Regions from separate parts of the Xenopus laevis genome. Here region 1 is linked to region 2. A link is a contact called in public Hi-C data. All regions are on one chromosome and are shown on one strand. Each heading gives the region's core, a stretch centred on a gene start, on an enhancer-like site or on the middle of the called end of the contact. The rest is flanking DNA. Distances are from core to core; before and after follow the strand shown. Region 1 overlaps phldb1.S (pleckstrin homology-like domain, family B, member 1 S homeolog). Region 2 has its middle 18 kb from the start of h2ax.2.S.

Region 1 (5,011 bases), core at 1,348-3,847, 90 kb before region 2:
CCACGTGGGTGTTTTTTAAAATGCATGCCGAACGTGAAAAAAATGCATATATTGCGTTTTTTCCGTTGCAAACTCTCTCTGTTCTCTTTATAGCTGAACGCATGTTAAATGCAAGAAAATGCAACATGCTGCGTCATAAACAAAAGCACATGGAGTAAAACACAACTCACTAGTACAACCAGGCAGAATATAATGGAATCAATCAACTAATACGTTTATTTGCGCTCAAATCTGCTTTTACACACATCTAAATGCAGGATAAATGCCCATGTGCAAGAGCCCATATACTTCTAGAAGGTATTATGTATCATGGATTTATTCACAAACAAACTATATTACCATAATTTGCAGAATTAACACTATACTATATGCTTATTCTTTTTGTAAAGACCTGGCCATCTTGAAGCAGTACATAATGTTCATAAGAAGTTAATAGATCATTGCACTGCTACACAGTAAACCAGGCTTATTCATGGTGCATAATTGTATCTAGCTATAACTATATATCTTTATGACTGCCTAAAAATTTGCAAAATATTGTACATGTATAGGATCCATTATCCGGAAACCGGTTATCCAGAAAGCTCCGAATTACGGAAAGGCCACCTCCCATAGACTCCATTTTATCCAAATAATCAAATTTTTTTAAAATGGATTTCCTTTTTCTCTGTAATACGTACTTGATCCCAACTAAGATATAATTAATACTTATTAGAAGCAAACCCAGCAAATTGGGTTTAATGTTTAAATGATTTTCTAATAGACTTAAGTTATGAGGATCCAAATTACGAAAGATCCGTTATCCGGAAAACCCCAGGTACCAAGCATTCTGGATAACAGGTCCCATACCTGTATTGATTTGTGACATACAGTGTCATTTGATTATGGTTTGTACAACTGAAAACATATTCTGCTGTTGAATATTGATTTGAACTTGGCCTCAAATGGTGTAAAAAATTTCCAAATTGGACTTTTAGTTATTTGACCAGCAAGAACAATGGAAACAGATAATACTGAACACTGCTGGAAAGGCAATATGTGCCTTCAATTCTTAGCTGTACTGGCTTTTCCTGTATTTCCCTGTAATTTACTCCAACTCAAGATCCACATATAGGGGGAAATTTATTAGAGAGCTTTTTTTAAGTGAAAATTCATAGGGATATTGTCAATCTAGTAAAAGGCGAAGAAGACAATTCACTAGGGAGAAAGCTCAATGCAAGAGAAGTTTTGCGGCATTTTGTCAGGCGAATTTTCACCCTGGCGAACGATCTTTAATCCTTATCCATTTAAAAGCATGAACTTTTCTATACGTTACCTTTTCACCAAATTATATTTCGCCAGATTCTGGCTGGCAAATTGATAAAATGAAGCTACATCCTCAACATTATTATGCCAGTGACATGATATCCTGTACTCCAAAAAAGTTTAAAAAAATAGACAAAACACTGGCGTTTTTTCATATATTAATGTAGGATTAGGTTTAAAAGTTGTAACTGTTAAATATATATTATTTAAACCTTTTTAACCATTTGAAGCTCATGCCACATTTGTTTTAGGGTGGTCTCATGTATAGGAGAATAGAGGATCAATTTTGTCTTTATTTATCTTTCTGGGACATTTTTAATAAGTGGCCACTTCCTGCAATTTCACCAACATCCCTAATAAAATACATACAAACATATGACCTTTATGTACCTGCCATATTTATACTGACATAACTGTAGGTATGTTAATGAAGTTTCACTAGGTAGAAAGTGACACTAGGGGCTGTTTCATTAAGGTGTCGAATATCGAGGGTTAATTAACCCTCGATATTCGACTAGGAATTGAAATCCTTCGACTATCGAAGTCGAAAGATTTAGCGCAAATACTGCGATCGTACGATCGAAGGATTATTCCTTCGATCGAACGATTAAATCCTTCGATTCGAACGATTTTAATCCAACGATCGAAGGAATATCCTTAGATCAAAAAAACTTAGGAAAGCCTATGGGGACCTTCCCCATAGGCTAACATTGACTTCGGTAGCTTTTAGCTGCCGAACTAGGGGGTCGAAGTTTTTTTAAAGAGACAGTACTTCGACTATCGAATGGTCAAATAGTCGAACGATTTTTAGTTCGAATCCTTTGATTCTAAATCGTAGTCGAAGGTCGAAGTAGCCCATTCGATGGTCGAAGTAGCCCAAAAAATACTTCGAAATTCGAAGTTTTTTTACTTCAAATCCTTCACTCGAATTTAGTGAATCGGCCCCTAGAGAAAATACACAAACTTTTGTGCAGATGAATTTTTGCTGGCACAAGAACGCCAGTGTTCATTTGTGGAGAAATTTTGATAAATACACGTATTCGCCAGGAGATAACATCTGACGTAGTTGCGCAAAGCATGGCGGAGCCTTCCTGTAGCAATAATTCACATGTAAATGTGCCCCTTAGACTGCCCTTACACTGACATTACCTATGTTTCAACTGTGTGCTCCAGGGAATACGTGACCAGCTGCTCGAAAATATTTAAATGTTCCTTTTCCCACCCCTAGTATCTCCTTTGGCAATAAGTGCATGTGCAGTAGAGTTTACATGGTGTACACGTGCCGATTGCCTGGCTACAATGTAACCCCCAATAGAGCCTCCTGAATGCACATGTTAAAATAGTTAAAGCATGCAACTGATATCATCATTAGTACCTTAATATTCAATATACACATGATAACTAAAAAACAATAGGCACACGATACACAGCAAATAACATATAAGCTCAGTAGTATACAATGGGATGCTTCAGAACTTCAACACAGCAGCTTGTTTTTATAAAAAATATCTAGTATAGGTAAATCTAAAACAAATGGAATTGCCGAGTAATCATTGAAGACCTTTCACTACTCATCCGAGCAGCTTCTTCAGTTCAACTGACTGGTGTGGGAAATTCTCGGCATATAAACTCTTCCACTAATTCAATCACAATGGCACATTGTAACTCTTCAAAGAGGTGACAACTGAAATTTACAGAGGTGTCATAGGATTACCCAATGTGTTATGCAACTCCTAGAAACAGGTGTTACTTGTGAGAGTTGCATGAATGTGTGAAGTGTTCTGAATCCGCAGGGGTACAGATGTGAGAACTGCATTTTATGTAGCAGACAGGTGGTGTTCTCCACCTTGACATGAATCGCCTCTTTCACGCCTCGTTCAAACCAGCTTCTTTATCCAAGCTCGCCAAGTAAATGGCTCCGCATAGGAGGGCAAACTGTACAGGGCAAGACTCTGCTGTCTTTCTACACCTAAAAAAACAAGGGACACTCCTTTGAAGATAGCAAGGTCCAAATCTTGGATAAAGAAGAACGCTGGTTTGAACGAGGTCAGAAAGAGGCAATTCATGTCAAGGTGGAGAAACCATCCCTGAACAGAGGCGGGGGCCTTCGACACCACCTGTCTGCTACATACAATGCTGTTCTCACATCTGTTTACTGGCAGATTCAGAACACTTAGCCAAGTGAAGCACGTGCACACCCGAGCCCTTCAGAGATAATTAAACCCGGTTCACGGACCCTTTAAAGTCGGCACTTCCCCCAAACTGACAGGAACAGAAAAATAGGTACCGGCACTCATGGCAATTTCAAACCGGGGACAAGCACCTTACGTGTTTATCTTAGCATCACAACGTTTCGGGGGCATTCCCCCTTCGTAGGCGATTCAGAACACTTCACACATCTATTCATGCAACTCTCACAAGTAACACCTTTTTCTAGATGTTGCATGCTACATTGGTATCATATCATGGTAACTACACAGAATCAACACCTCTCTAAAGAGTTACAATGTGCCATTGTGATTGGATTAGTGGAAGAGTTTATATGATGAGAATTTCCCAGTTGAACTGAAGAAGCTGCTGAGATGAGTAGTAAAACGTCCAATGATTACCCAGCAAGTCCAGTTGTTTTAGATTTAACTATACTAGATGTACCATGACCTGGATGAATGAAAATATTAATAGTCACATATAAAACTATAGTCGTGTTTCTATACCAAACACACCAATTTTACCAGTGCATGGCAACACTACATTATATAATCATTCCTTTAAAACACTTTTTTTTTTGATGTTACTTTTCCTTTAATAAGGTCTGCTTTTACTTCAGTTTGGCCATTTTTACCATATTTCTATTAACGTTATTATTTTTATTGGGGCCAAATCAAATAATCTACCTGAGAAACCAGGCATTGGGGCCAAATCAAATAATCTACCTGTGAAACCGGGCAAAAATACTAACACTGAGAATTTTCTAGGGCAGGACATATAATATATTGCCAAAAAGTATGTTTGGCTGTTTAAGACTCACCCATCATTGCCTGAGACAAGTGCAACTACATCTGTGCTTTCGACTTTGGAGAAAACCTGTTTCAGTAGGATAATAATTCTTGGCACAGCATAAGATCCATACTGAATTAAGGTGGCCATAGGCGTTACAATTACGCTCCTCGATTGACGAGCTGACCGATATCGGTCGGCTCGGCTCCCACCACACACACCAAATATTGTACAAAAATTTGTTTTGTATGATATTATCGGTGTATGACCACCTAGTTTGTAGACATGGGAATGGGAGTATCTGACAGGCCTGGCCATGAATGCAGCCTGCTGAAATATGCAGGCTGATTTCAGCCCCTACATGGGCAGTACCTACCTCTCCTTTTTGCATCCTGAACCATTCTACCGGCTCCCGAGCAAACATACTCTCACTCTCTGGATTTCAGTTTGAAATGCAGTGGCACGTTTCTTTGCCAAAATACACTGAGTGTGTTCTCAGGTAACTCTGAGATGAATACCATGTCAGACTTGTTTATATTCTCACTTGTGAATGAAAAAAATCCCAACTAGTGGAAATCCTACTCAGGGAAGTGAAGGATAAAGGCTGCTTTAGAAGCAAAAGGAGAACCAACATATATATTAAATGATCTTGTAGTAGGTACCTAATATTTCATAAAGGGTTGCCAGCACTACGTACTGTAATATAACT
Region 2 (4,991 bases), core at 2,249-4,748:
ACATAATGGTGTTCTCTGTTATCCACTTTTTAACCTGTGCCATACTGGGCGACGATCCATCGTGCAGTGCTCGATTTCTCCTCCCTGGCTAACTCCTATAAGGAAGGCAGGGAGAAGAAATTGAGCGCTGGATAACCCGATCGCCTTTTCTGAAAATGAGCGAAAGCGGAGTTTCAGTAAGTTATTTCTAAATAAAGATTTTAAAGTTTAACATGTGTTGGTTTTTTTTTCATAGTATACTATGTTATTGGTCGTTTAATTATTACAGGGTCATAATATATGGCAGCAAGAACGGCTATATGGAACCCAATTACTAGGTAATCCTGCTTGCAGCTCAGTGTATCAATTAATTTGTTTAACCTTACCAAAAGTACCTGTGGAGGAAGAAAACCAAATGGGTTAAATATTTACTTACAAATGATAGTTGCCAATTTATTTGCTTAGTCTATAGTGAGCAATACAACAGCACCCCTAGTGATAAATGCCTCCTGCTTTCATGTTTCTATCGTAAGAATGTCACTGTCCAAAGCAATTGCCTCAGAAGCAACTACCCATGGTAACACCCATGGCATTATGAGTAAAAAGCCTACATCATGGAAAAAATCATGGCAACACTTGCAGTGAATGACCCTATAATGTATATAAGAGAAAGGAGAGCAATGTATCTAATAGCCTTCCTCAGCAAGTTCCAGCTTCCCCTCAGTGCCTGCAATGATTTGAATAGTTTCCTAATGACCTCACGCAGCAAGGGCGGTGATCCTGCCCCCTGATTGGTCAGAACCCCTTGCTCATCCCATGGTTTTGGAGAGCATGGTGCGTAATGCTTGAATTAAAGTGAATTATTATTACTGCAGATTTAATAAAAACTGCATAAGGACTTAAATGAACAGTAACACCAAAAAATGAAAGTTTTTTAAAGTAATGAAAATATCATGTACTGTTGCCCTGCACTGGTAAAACTGGTGTGTTTGCTTCAGAAACACTACTATAGTTTATATAAACAAGTTTCTGTGTAGCAATGGCAGACATTGAAAATATATGGCATAGGTTAAATAGTGGATAACAGATAACACCATTATGTTCTACAAAGTTTATCTGCTATTTGCTGTGTAACTTGAGCCTTTTCTTCTTTGAATGGCTGCCCCCATTGCTACACAGCAGCTTATTTATATAAACAATAGTAGAGTTTCTGAATCAAACACAGCAATTTTACCAGTGCAGGGCAACACTGCATTATATTTGTATTACTTTAAAACACTTTAATTTTTTGATATTACTGTTCCTTTAATGTCTTCTTTTTTCTGCATTTCTCTGGGCTTACTGATAACATCGTGTTACCATGAGAAAAATAAAATTAAAGGAACAGTAACAAAAAAAGTGTTTTAAATAAATGAACAAATAAATGACAAGATAATTTACTGTTGTCCTGCACCGGTAAAGCTGTGCTTGCTTTAGAAACACAGCTATAGTTGATATAAATAAGTTGTTGTGTAGCCATGGGGGCAGCCATTCAAACAAAGGATACACAGTAGATAACAGATAAGTAATCCTATTCTATACTAATTAGCTTTTCTGATATCTACTGTGTATCCTGTGCCTCTGCTTTTACTGTAGTACGAGCAACAGCACCACCTCCTTAAAACAAAACACCAGCAACTCCGCTCTTTCAGTCTGCCACAGTTCCACCAGCAGTGCCGACTCTCTATGCTACAGTTCCACCAGCAGTGTCCTACTCTTCCATGTGCCGCAGATCCACCAGTGATGCTCCATCTTCAGCTGCATCTCCAGCAGCAGTGCCCCGTCTTCAGCCTCACTTCCAACAGCAGTGCCCCCACAGCTCTCTCTCAGTCTTTCATGTGCTGCAGATTCACCAGCTGTGCCAGACACTTCACCATCGTTGCACCCTCTTCTGCAATATTTCCACCATTGGTGTCCCCACTGCAGTTCCACCAGCTCATTGGTTTGGTGCAAACACAGAGCATTCCTGTCAGTTTGTCCATAGTACTACAACAAAAGGTATCACATTCAACCCAATTTTTTCATATAAGGGCATTGACGTGCCAGGTGATTACAAACATGGCACCAAAGTGCTCGGTTCACTTCTGTATTAATCTCTTGCTGTAATTTGTGTGGTCTACTTTTCCAGGCAATAATTGCCTGATGTTAGGGCAAAGACATATGGGGTGACTTGGAGCAACAGCAGCTCCAGAATAGCACTGTGTATTTTATCCATGTTGGCTTGTATTTCTTTGGATGGGAGGGAAACTTTGGCGATCAGTTGCTGCGATCTGGGTTTTTAAAACTCGCAGCGACTGATCGCCACAGTTTCCCTCCCATCCAAAGAGATACAAGTAACCACAAGAAAAATACACAGTGCTATTTCAAGCTGCTGTTTCTCAAAGTCGCTGCCAGACCTTTTTTTTTTGAGCGAGTAGCCGTAAAATCCATACAATAGGGATTTTAATCCAGTTTTAAAAAACGCAGCAACTAATTGTCTTGTGTGTCATTATGTAACATCAAAGTGTTTTAAGTAATGAATAAATAATGAAGTGTTGCCCTGCACTGGTAAAACTGGGTTGTTTGCTTCAAAAAGACTATTATAGTTTATATAAACAAGCTGCTTTGTAGCCACGGGGCAGCTATTCAAGCACATGACAAATAACAGATAACAGATAAGCTATGTAGAATCGCATTGTATACTACAGGGCTTATTAGCTGCGTAACCTGTGCCTTTTCTTATTTTTCAACTTTGAATGGCTGCCCCCACAGCTACCCAGCAGCTTGTTTATATATACCAGGGGTCCCCAACCTTTTTAACTCGTGAGCCACATATAAATGTAAAAATGAGTTGGAGAGCAACACAAGCATGGAAACGTTTGTCTATGGGGATGTCAAATAAGGGCTATTATTGGCTGTTTGGTAGCCCCTATGTGGTCTGGTAGCCTACAAGAGGCTCTGTTTGGCAGTACACCTGATTTTTATGCAACAAAAACTTGCCTCCAAGCCTGGAATTCAAAAATAAGCTCCTGCTTTGGCGCCACTGGAGCAACATCCAAGGGGTTGGTGAGCAACATGTTGCTCGCGAGCTACTGGTTGGGGACCACTGATATATACTATAGTACAGTTGCTGAAGCAAACACACCAGTTTTACCAGTGCAGGCCAACACTGCATTATATTTTAAATAATTGAATACACTTTCAGTTGTTGGTGTTACTCAGGGGTCCCCAAACTTCTTTACCCGTGAGCCACATTCAAAAATAAAAAGAGTTGGGGAGCAACACAGGCATGCAAAAACTTCCTGGGGTGCCAAAATAAGGGCTGTAATTGGCTATTTGGTGGCCCCTATGTGGACTGGCAGCCTACAAGTGGCTCTGTTTGGTAGTACACCTGTTTTTTATGCAACCAAATCTTGCCTCCAAGCCTGGAATTCAAAAATAAGCACATGCTTTGAGGCACTGGGAGCAACATCCAAGGGGTTGGTGAGCAACATGTTGCTAGCGAGCTATTGATTGGGGATCACTGGTGTTACTGTTCCTTTAAGCTGATTTCCAAATAAGCCCATGGGAGTAGTTTCTTCCTAGCAAAAGGCTAAATCATGTTATCATATGGGTATTTCCTTACAATAGGTGTATCCTGGACTCATCTCGCCATCTAGTGGGAAGTTTTTGGTAGCACAGTGCTCAACAAAATGAAAAGCACCAGCATTTGAAAATGGCATTCATTTTTGAAAGACAATTGGCAATTGGGTGTGTTTGTTTGTGTGTGTGTGTGTGTGGGGGGGGGTGTTTTTTACCTGTGTCTAATCCTTGGTCTGTCATCATTAAACCTGCCTCTCATGGAAGATCATGGTCTCATCGAAGATCCCTCTGTAACCTAGCCTTCATTTGGAAGTCTCTTTTGATGCAAAGAAAGGAACAAAGATCTTGCACTACTCTAACAATACATATATGATCAGAATACGATTCTGGGTGGAAGGGCCCCTTACAACTGTGTTCCCATGATAGATGCACGTGTACAAGCAGCTTTGTTTACCTAATATGAGGATGAGTCCTTGGAAACATTGCTATGGCTGTTTAGAAACAAACCACAAACATATTGTATGGAGTACTGTGGCTCTAATTCCCAAAATGCAAATTAACTGACTTTATGCAGCAATGACAATTTTTGAACTGGGACTGGAAACATGGTTGTCTTTAGTACCTGGGGAGCACAGCCCCCCAGGAAGGATTATATAGTCTGTGGTTGCCCTCCAGGTGAGCTACATTATTTCCCTTATTTCTGTGATAATAAAGTAATCCCTTGAACTTCATATTAACTAAGCTGCATAAATCCATATTGGTGTCAAAACAATCCTATTGGTTTTTTTTAACGTTTAAATCATTTTAAGCAGACTTCAGATATGGTTATGGAAAGATTCCTTAGCTGGAAACCACAGGTCCCAAGAATTCTGGAAAATAGAGCCTATAAACCACCTTTTTCTTTATAATCGGAGTGCCGCCTGACGCGTTTCGGGAGCAACTCCCTTAATCATAGGCTATAATTAAGGGAGTTGCTCCCAAAACGCGTCAGGCGATGTCAGTCTCTGACCTGTTGAAATAAACCACCTCTTTCTTTTTAATCGGAGTGCCGCCTTTCCAATTTTTTTGCAAGTCTGATTACAGTGAGAGCACTGGTGGTTGAGCACCCGATAGAGCAGAATGGAGCTGTATTAATTATACACACAGGAGGTGAGTCTGGAGCGGCCAATCCCCCCCTCTTTCCACTTCATATGTTAATAGAGCCTATATCTGTATTTGCTTAAAATTGGCTCTATGGGAAATAGTCTTCCTGTAATCTTTATTCTTCCTGTAACTATTTATTCTTGATAATTCCTTAATAAACTGAGTTCAAAGGTTCACCTGTGTTCCATATCAGGGCCAGAAATAGGGGTAGGCAAAAGAGGTAGGTGCCTAGGGTGCAACAAATTGGGGGTGCCAAGCAAATACCTCTT

What was found. Hi-C and Micro-C count contacts between places; a contact is called where the count stands out from the background.
Region 1: a Hi-C map of the XTC cell line shows a contact between it and region 2, with 3 times the contacts expected there. The contact joins two enhancer-like sites. A contact is called at or near these places in 2 of 4 Hi-C or Micro-C datasets (the XL177 cell line and the XTC cell line).

What each region holds. Positions count from the first base shown.
Region 1 is chr7S:70,178,352-70,183,362 of Xenopus_laevis_v10.1, reverse strand. The region is part of intron 10 of phldb1.S (pleckstrin homology-like domain, family B, member 1 S homeolog); the gene reads right to left. Among protein-coding and RNA genes, the nearest start is that of phldb1.S, 26 kb to the right of the region's middle. Within about 2 kb of position 2,597, at least 1 of the 7 cell types and tissues checked has an H3K27ac peak or open chromatin away from gene starts, as enhancers often do.
Region 2 is chr7S:70,089,483-70,094,473 of Xenopus_laevis_v10.1, reverse strand. No RefSeq gene overlaps it. Among protein-coding and RNA genes, the nearest start is that of h2ax.2.S, 18 kb to the right of the region's middle. Within about 2 kb of position 3,498, at least 1 of the 7 cell types and tissues checked has an H3K27ac peak or open chromatin away from gene starts, as enhancers often do.